Linked DNA regions of Callithrix jacchus: region 2 is linked to region 1. A link is a contact called in public Hi-C data. All regions are on one chromosome and are shown on one strand. Each heading gives the region's core, a stretch centred on a gene start, on an enhancer-like site or on the middle of the called end of the contact. The rest is flanking DNA. Distances are from core to core; before and after follow the strand shown.

The links. Hi-C and Micro-C count contacts between places; a contact is called where the count stands out from the background.
Region 2: a Hi-C map of induced pluripotent stem cells shows a contact between it and region 1, with 2.0 times the contacts expected there. The contact joins two enhancer-like sites. A contact is called at or near these places in 2 of 3 Hi-C or Micro-C datasets (induced pluripotent stem cells and skeletal muscle).

The regions. Positions count from the first base shown.
Region 1 is chr1:201,202,391-201,206,609 of calJac240_pri, forward strand. It overlaps SLC35E4 (solute carrier family 35 member E4), which reads left to right. Exons shown (of 3, transcript XM_035269645.3): 3 at 899-992. The coding sequence ends at 977. Among named protein-coding and RNA genes, the nearest start is that of SLC35E4, 13 kb to the left of the region's middle. Within about 2 kb of position 1,386, at least 2 of the 16 cell types and tissues checked have an H3K27ac peak or open chromatin away from gene starts, as enhancers often do.
Region 2 is chr1:201,291,836-201,296,120 of calJac240_pri, forward strand. The region is part of intron 2 of OSBP2 (oxysterol binding protein 2); the gene reads left to right. Among named protein-coding and RNA genes, the nearest start is that of OSBP2, 55 kb to the left of the region's middle. Within about 2 kb of position 2,551, at least 2 of the 16 cell types and tissues checked have an H3K27ac peak or open chromatin away from gene starts, as enhancers often do.

The DNA of each region.
Region 1 (4,219 bases), core at 136-2,635:
TCTGCCTTCCAACCTCACTGACTTCTTCCAGTTCCTCGTGATACCAGACCTGCTCACTGAAGCCTGTGCACATGCTGTTCCCTCTGTCCAGTCCCCAATTCCTATACAACCTCCTCCCCTCTCACGGCTTAAACCATTGCCTGAAGGAAAAAAACCCAAACATGCAACTCTTTAAGAGAACTCCTCCTGTAATCCCAGCACTTTGGGAGGCCGAGGCGGGTGGATCACGAGGTCAAGAGATCGAGACCATCTTGGTCAACATGGTGAAACCCCGTCTCTACTAAAAATACAAAAAATTAGCTGGGCATGGTGGCACATGCCTGTAATCCCAGCTACTCAGGAGGCTGAGGCAGGAGAATTGCCTGAACCCAGGAGGCAGAGGTTGTGGTGAGCCGAGATCGCGCCATTGCACTCCAGCCTGGGTAACAAGAGCGAAACTCCGTCTCAATTAAAAAAAAAAAAAAAAAAGAGAGAACTCCAATCTCTTGAGCCGGGGAGTTGGAGGCTGCAGCACACTATGATCTCCAGCCTGGGTAACAGTGCAAGACCCTCTCTCTTTGAAAAAAAACAATAAAAGAAGGAAGAGCTGATGAGGGTCTTGACAAGGGACTGTGCTCAGGAGGCTGGCAGGGGTGCACGGGAGCGGGGCTCCCACATAGGGAACCTAAGACAGGAGTCCCAACCCTCAGAGCTCCCTGACCTGCTGGCCAGCCTCAGCTTTGTTATTTACCTCTCTGACCCTTTCCTTGGCTCCCGTAACACTTAACTCTCCCCACCCAGCTACCTCTCTTGGAGACCACCTGTTAAAGATGATAAGGACCCAGGCTGGAGAGAGGACACCTGGGACCTAATCCTGCTCTGCCCACCTGACTGGGAACCTCCCCTCGCTGGGTCTCAGCTTCCAGATCTGCAAAATGGAACTGATGATCCCTATGGAGAGGATTCGAATGAGGAGCGCTGGGCAGGGCCAGGAGTGAGGAAGGAAGTGATGGCGCCAGCTGGCTCTGCTTCTGTCGTGGGGTAGTCACCCAACCTTTCTGGAAACCAGGTGCAAATGTCTCTTTTTTGTGTAAGGACCAGGAGCTAGACCAGGCTGGGACTGAGGTCTAGGGAGACTGAAATTCAGGGAGGAATCATTCAGATTCAGTAACCAGAATTTGTCACACAGTGCCAGTCAGTGTGAGGCAGGGCTGAGTGAAGGGCCAGCCCACGGCGTGGTGGGAGGTAGGCAGGGAAGGCCTGGGAGGACCGGCATGGGATTTCCTGGCCCCAGCCTCCGCCCAGGCTGGCCTTAAAGAAGGGGAAGTGGGCCAGGGCTGAGTCACCCGCCACCCACCCTCCCTGTGACTCAGAGATGCCACTGGCCCAGCCCAGTCCCTGGGCAGCTTGGGTACCTCTGGCCTCCACTCTCAGGCTCTGCCAGGCAGGACGGAGGGATGGATGGCTGTGGTCAAGAGAGTCTCCCTGGTCACTCAGGACCTTTTCCCATCCAACGGACCCCTGCTGGCATAGCAGGGACCTCCCTGCAGCACTGTCACTTCTAGGCCTTATGGAATGCTTGGCTAATGAGTGAGCCTCACGTCAGATCAAAGCCTGCCCCTAGTGGTTGTGGGGACGGGTAACAGGAATTATGTATGACCTTGGAGCTGATTTGTCAACAGATTTGGGACCAGACATTGAGGTGATTCCCCCAAGATCACAGTCAAAGCCATCCCTATCACCCCACCCAGCAGTGGACACAGAGAGCACTGGATTGGGAGTCAAAAAGCTTGGGTTTGGCGGGACGTGGTGGCTCAAGCCTGTAATCCCAGAACTTTAGGAGGCTGAGGCAGGCAGATCACCTGAAGTCAGAAGTTTGAGACCAGCCTGGCCAAGATGGCGAAAACCTGTCTCTACTACAAATACAAAAATTAGCCAGGCGTGGTGGCAAGTGCCTGTAATCCCAGCTGCTTAGAAGGAGCAGCCTCCCAGGTTCAAAGAATCCTTTGAACCTGGGAGGCAGAGGTTTCAGTGAGCCGTGATCCTGCCATTGCACTCCAGCCTGGGGACAGATCCAGACTCCTTCTCAAGAACAAAACAAAACAAAAGCTCAGGTTTGATCCTGGCCCCTCCTACTTAGATGTGACAGTGTCCTTGGGAGTGAAGATCACTGAGATAACATAGTGGGGAGGGAGGGTCCCATTGAAAGGTCATTGTCCCTCCACGCTCTGCCTCGCAATAGTTCTGTTGCCTCAGGCAAGTCTCTTCATCTGCTTGAGCCTCAATTCACTGCATCCAGTCCCTGCTGGGAAGCTTCTTTTTAGGAAAACAGGTGTCACCTCCCTTAGGCAGCTCTGCTGCCCCACAAGACCCCACTCCATGCCAGGCTGAGTTTGAAGCTCCAGCCAAAGCTCACCCCACTTTCCAGGCAGGGCCCAGATCACACCCCACCATCAGGTCTGGATTCTTGTCTCTCTTCTCCACTGGACTGGGCTCCAGGAGGGCTTGCTGCTCTCTCCCAAGCACTGGCACAGCATATGGCATGGAATGGGCAGGAGAGAATGTCAAAAACAGGGACAACAGAGTATGATGGGTGCACCTGTAGTCCAAGCTACGTGGGCGGCTGAGGCAGGAGGATTGCTTGATCCTGGGAGTTTGAGGCTGCTATGAGCTATGATTACACCACTGCACTTCAACCTGGGCAACAGAGCAAGACCCCATCTCTTAAAAAAAAAAGCAGGGAGGTGGGTGGATCACAACAAGGTCAAGAGATCGAGACCATCCTGGTCAACAAGGTGAAACCCCGTCTCTACTAAAAATACAAAAATTAGCTGGGCATGGTGGTACGCGCCTGTAGTCCCAGCTACGCGGGAGGCTGAGGCAGGACAATTGCTTGAACCCAGAAGGTGGAGGCTGAGGTGAGATCGTGCCATTGCACTCCAGTCTGGGTAACAACAGCGAAACTCCATCTCAAAAAAACAAACAAACAAAAAAAAAAAACCAGTCAGGTGCAGTGGCTCATGCCTGTAATCCAGCACTTTGGGGGGCTGAGGCAGGTGGATTACTTAAGGTCAGGAGTTCAAGACCACCCTGGCCAACATGTTGAAACCTGTCTTTACTAAAGATACAAAAATTAGCTGGGCATGGTGGTGGGCATCTATAATCCCAGCTACTTACTTGAGCCCAGGAGGCAGAGGATTCTGCGAGCCGAGATCACACCACTGCACTCCACCCTGGGTGACAGAATGAGACTCCATCTCAAAGAAAAACCAAAAATCAAAAAACAGGGGCTCGAGTCAGACTTGTGCTCGAAGCCTGGCTTCAGCACCTCTGAGCTATGTGACCTTGCACAAGGTCCTGCCTGCCTGTGCCTCTGTACATTGAGTGGGGGCTGCAGTAGAACCTAACCCCCCACCAGCTTCTGGAGCTGTAATGGAAAAAGGCCTGGGAAGACCGAAGTCTAATCACAGATGCTTCCACTTCCTCCTCAAGGATTCTGATACTATCTCCTCAGCCTGCTAGGGCACACTGAGAGTCCCCCAGGCATATTCCCGCCGCCCCAGCAGAGCATCATGGATGCTGAGTCTCCAGCCCCCTTGTCCTGCTTCGGGGAAAGCCTGGGAAGCTGGGTCTGTGCTGGGCATCCTGCCACTGTGGACTTTTAAACAAAGGCCTGTCTCAGGCCCAATTGCCTGGTACCTCTTCTACCCTCCCCTAGTGGCCCTCAGATTGTGATTCCAGGGGCTCAGGGAAAACAAGGACTCTTCAGGATCCTGGTTTGCCCTGGCCCCCTGGAAGGAGTAGCTCCTTCATGCTACTCTGCCCTCAAATTAGCTCAAGGATGTCAGGTCCTTCACCACTGCACTAAATAACTTTCTGGAAGTAGCACAAAATACTTCGCTGAGGGCCACTTAATGGAGGACTATGAGAAGTTTTGAGCCATGATCTTAAATAAACATTTATTTTCTTTTTCTTCTTGAGACAGAGTCTTGCTCTGTCGCCCAGGCTAGAGTGCAGTGGCATGATCTTGGCTCACTGCAACTTTGGCCTCTGGGGTTCAAGCGATTTTTCTGCCTCAGCCTCCTAAGTAGCTGGATTACAGGCCTACGATACCACCTCACCTAACTGATTTTTGTATTTTTCTTTCTTTTTTTTTTTTTTGTAGAGATGAAGTTTCACTATGTTGCCCAGGCTGGTCTTGAACTCCTGACCTCAAGTGATCCACCCACCTTGGCCTCCC
Region 2 (4,285 bases), core at 1,301-3,800, 91 kb after region 1:
TTCAGTGGCCTTTTCTCTAGTCAGTTTGGTATTCCTTCCATGGAGCTGGTTGCAGCTTTCACATTCCCTTCTACCTGTGTATTTGGGGTTGGATGATACATTTTTGCCTGTGTGGAATTTATTAGTTCTTAATTGTTATACCCAAATATTATGTCACATCAATCAAACTCTGAGAAATCAAAGGCACATAGCACTTGTGAGAATTACACTGAGTCTTTTCTTCTACTGCTTGGGGGGAAGAAAATAGATTTTTCTTTGATTCATCACTCAGAAGAAATAGACTTCAGCCAAAAATTGGGCAGACTTTTCCAAGTGCGTGAGAAATGTCAAAACTCCCTAGATGGTGTTTTCCCTTCACACTCCCTCTGTTTACGGTCCCTGTTTACCGTTGACATTGGAAGGCTCCTGTTCTGTGAAGGAAAGCAATGCAATCCTGCGAGGTCACTCGAAGGCAAAATGGTTCTTATGCACTAAAGAGCGTGCATATGTCCCTCCGCAGGCTTTGGTTGGTGTCCTTTTGTGTCCTGGGGGCTGAGCCAGATGCAGGGAACTCCAAGATGAATGGGCACAGACTTGGACCTGGCCCTTGAGGAGCTCACTGTCAGGGGCTGGGGAGAAACTTCATGTGGGTAGCACAGGTGCACTGGCACATGCAGAGGAGAGAAGAGCTGTGTCTGGGGTGGAGTAGGACCTCACCTTCCCCAAAGCCCCTTGCCTCATACCCCTCCCTGCTCTGTAGCAAGCTGCCTTATCCTCCCCACGTCCTTTGTGTCACCCCTGCCGGCTCTCCCTCAGCCTCAAGGAGGCTGTGTGCTGCGCTGTCCTGCCCCGCCGGCCTCATGTTGGGGTCTCCATGTGTGTCTGACTCCTCCACCTGGAGCTGCTCTGCACAGACCTCCTGCCACTGAGCTGAGGCTGGGGGTGACCTGTCCAACCCCATGGCCTCTGGATCAGCTTTGGTCATTGCCTCCTGGGGCTGCTGTTGCCCCACCTCAAACCTTCCCTTGCCCCATAGCCATCTGCTGACCATATCTTCCTGTCCCCATCACTGATCTTCCCCACATCTGTCTTTAAGCTCATAAAAACTACCCGTTCTTGCCAGGTACAGTGGCTCATACCTGTAATCCCAGCACTTTGGGAGGCCGAGTCGGGCAAATCATGAGGTCAGGAGTTCAAGACCAGCCTGACCAACACTGCGAAACCCCGTCTCTACTAAAAATAGAAAAATTAGCTGAGTGTGGTGGTGCTCGCCTGTAATCCCAGCTACTCGGGAGGCTGAGGCAGGAGAATCACTTGAACCAGTGAAGCAGAGAGGTTGCAGTGAGCTGAGATCATGCCACTGCACTCCAGCATGAAGTTTTTTGAGACCCTGTCTCAAAAAACAAAAAAACAACAACAACAAAAACCTCCCCATCCTTGACCCCTCTGCTTTCTTCCTATATACCCAGCCTTCCTGCGGGGCAGCCTCTCCTCTTTCTTGCTAGATCCCTATCTTCCTGACCTCTTGGCGTTTAGCACATGCATCTCCAACACCCTAGCCAAGATCAGCTCACTTGTTTCCTCCCATGGAAAGAGGTCCCTCTTCTCAGCTGCTGGGGGACAACATCTAGCTGTGTAGGCTGTGGCCACTAAACACTTATGCTTTACACCCGCTGGGCATGCCAGACCCAGAGGGCGCTTAGAGCAGAGAGGGTGTGGAACTCTGGGCAGCTGATGGCTGGGACCTCAGATGATGTCCTGGGCCATAGATCAGGGGTCTTCCCTGCTGGGCTGGAGATGGACAGGGCTCTGTATCACCAGAGAGACCAGAGCTCACCACAATACCAAGCAGCCTTTGAAGACAGTCCTGATTCTCAGATTCTCACTTCCTTTCTTATACTTTATTAGAAAAATTCATACGAGGAAGGGCATGGAGGTTTCTGCAGTTCTGATCAGGCAACCCCAGGACTGTGTGATTGGCTCTTCAAGCAGCTTCTGAAGTGTAGGCCTTCTTTGACTTCGGGAAGCTTTGTCTCATTTCCAGCTGCCATCTGGTGGCTGGATTGAGGCCCTTCTGAGTGCATGTTGAGTCAGCCAGGGCTGGCTTGCTCATCTGTCTTTTTAAAGTCCCGGCAGGGGCATCAGAATGTGAGACCTCTGGGGAGCAGAGCCCAACCAGGAAAAGGAACTTTTACCTAGGCATCTCCCACCCTCCAGGAGGGGCAAATCTGGCCCAGGGACTGGTCAATTGTGTCCCTCTTCAGCGTTCCCCTCCCCATGCCACTCATTTTTCCAAATCCTGGTGTCTTGGTGCCTCTGCTAGGATTGTGCCCACCCATCTCAGCCCTCAGGTCCCCCAGGGCCCTTGGCCATGGAGCTTGTCCTCAACCCCTGGGCCTTGCTACCCAGTCGGCATGCCCTTGCGTTTTCAGCCATACCTTAACATGAAATGCCAGTCCCCACGCAGCCTGACCTCACTAGGCCCCATCCACCTCTGCCCCACATGGCCACCTGCAGACCCTGTGGGCTCTGGCTCAGTGACCTTAAAGTCAGAAGCCCTTTTCTGGCCACCACAGCAGTTACCCTGCCAGTGCCCTTCCAGATCTGACTCCTCCAGGAGGCAGCTGCCTTTTCTCTTCCTTTCTCATTTGGCCTTGCCCTGTGGTTCACTCCTGCTGGGGTGAGTTCTTTCTCTCTCTCCTTGTTGTCTGGCTTCCTTCACACCTGTTTGTCCTCTGTCTAACCACGGGCCAGTCCAGGCACTAGACAGGTTCTGCCTGAATCTGGATTGTGTCACTTATAAGCTAAGTCCCTGTGCCTCTGCCTCCTTACCCATAAAGTGGAAGTAGTGATAAAGACCTCTTAGGGTTGTCAAGAGGGATAAATCAAATCATGTTACAAACTGCCCAGCAGTCACTGGAGTGTGGTGGCCACTTGGCTGACAGCAGTGACATTGATGGTCTTTTGGTGATCACCTGTCAGTTCTGTACCTTCTACTTTCAGGCAGGGGTGATAGGGCCCTTCTCTGAGCACACGTACACATGCCATGCAGCCACGATCTGTGGTGACCCCTCCCAGCCATGCAGCCACACTCCTCAAACCCAGGGTATCTGCTGGGCCTTGATCAGTACCTGTCCCCTTTGTGTGGGTCCCCTGCCACCTTTCTCCCATCCCCTAGTGGCTCTAGAAGTCTTTGCTACTCTGCGAATTGTCACTGCTACCTCCTGGCTCACTGCAAAAGATCTTGCTTCCTCATTCATAGAACAAAACCGGATCCACAGCCTGAGCCCCTCAGCTCCCTGCTATCACACTTAAGCTCTTCCATCCCCTGCCATGTGAATCCCTAATGATTCCAATAGAGACATTCTCTCCTTTGAAGCAGTACCGAGCTTCAAAGAGTGATTTTCTCTCTCTTGCTGGGGGACTTGGTTTTATCACTGTTTCCTCCCCTCCCCTCCCCTCCCCTCCCCTCCCCTCCCCTCCCCTCCTCCTCTTTCCTATCTTGCTCTGTCACCCAGGCTGGAGTGCAGTGGCATGATTTCAGCTCACTGCAACCTCTGCCTCCCGGGTTCAAGCGAATCTCCTGCTTCTGCCTCCCAAGTAGCTGGGTATACAGGCGTGTATGCCCAATACTTTTTGTATTTTTAGTAGAGACAGGGTTCCACCATGTTGGCTAGGCTGGCCTCAAACTCCTGACCTCAGGTGATCCTTGGCCTTCCAAAGTGCTGGGTTTACAGGTGTGAGCCACCATGCCTGGCCTTATCACTCTCTCCTGGCTTCTTCCTACTACATATGACCCACCACTCACTACTTTGAAATTGTCCTAGTCAAAATCTCAGGACACCTTCCAGAACTGGCAGTTGACCAGGAAGTGAATCTGGGTGTCACCTTGAGTCCTACCCTCACTTACCCCTCCCTGCAGCTTGTGAGCAGATCCTGTCAGCGCCAGACCTGAGCACTTTCACATCTGCCCGCTGCCCTCCTTCTACCTGGCCTCCAACCCAGTTTCACTACCTGGCCTCCCAGATTCTGGACTCCAACAACAGCAAGAGGGAGTCTTTTTAAAACGCAGTTCTGCTCAGTTTCACTTCCACATAGGATGAAGTGAGAAGGTTTCACTCTGCAGCTAGAAAACATGTACAGAACTGGGCGTCATGGCTCATGCCTGTAATCTCAGCACTTTGGAAGTTCAAGGTGGGCAGATCACTTGAGGCCAGGAGTTTGAGACTAGCCTGGCCAACATGGTGAAACTTTGTCTCCACTAAAAATACAAAAATTAGCTAGATGTGGTGGCTTACACCTGTAA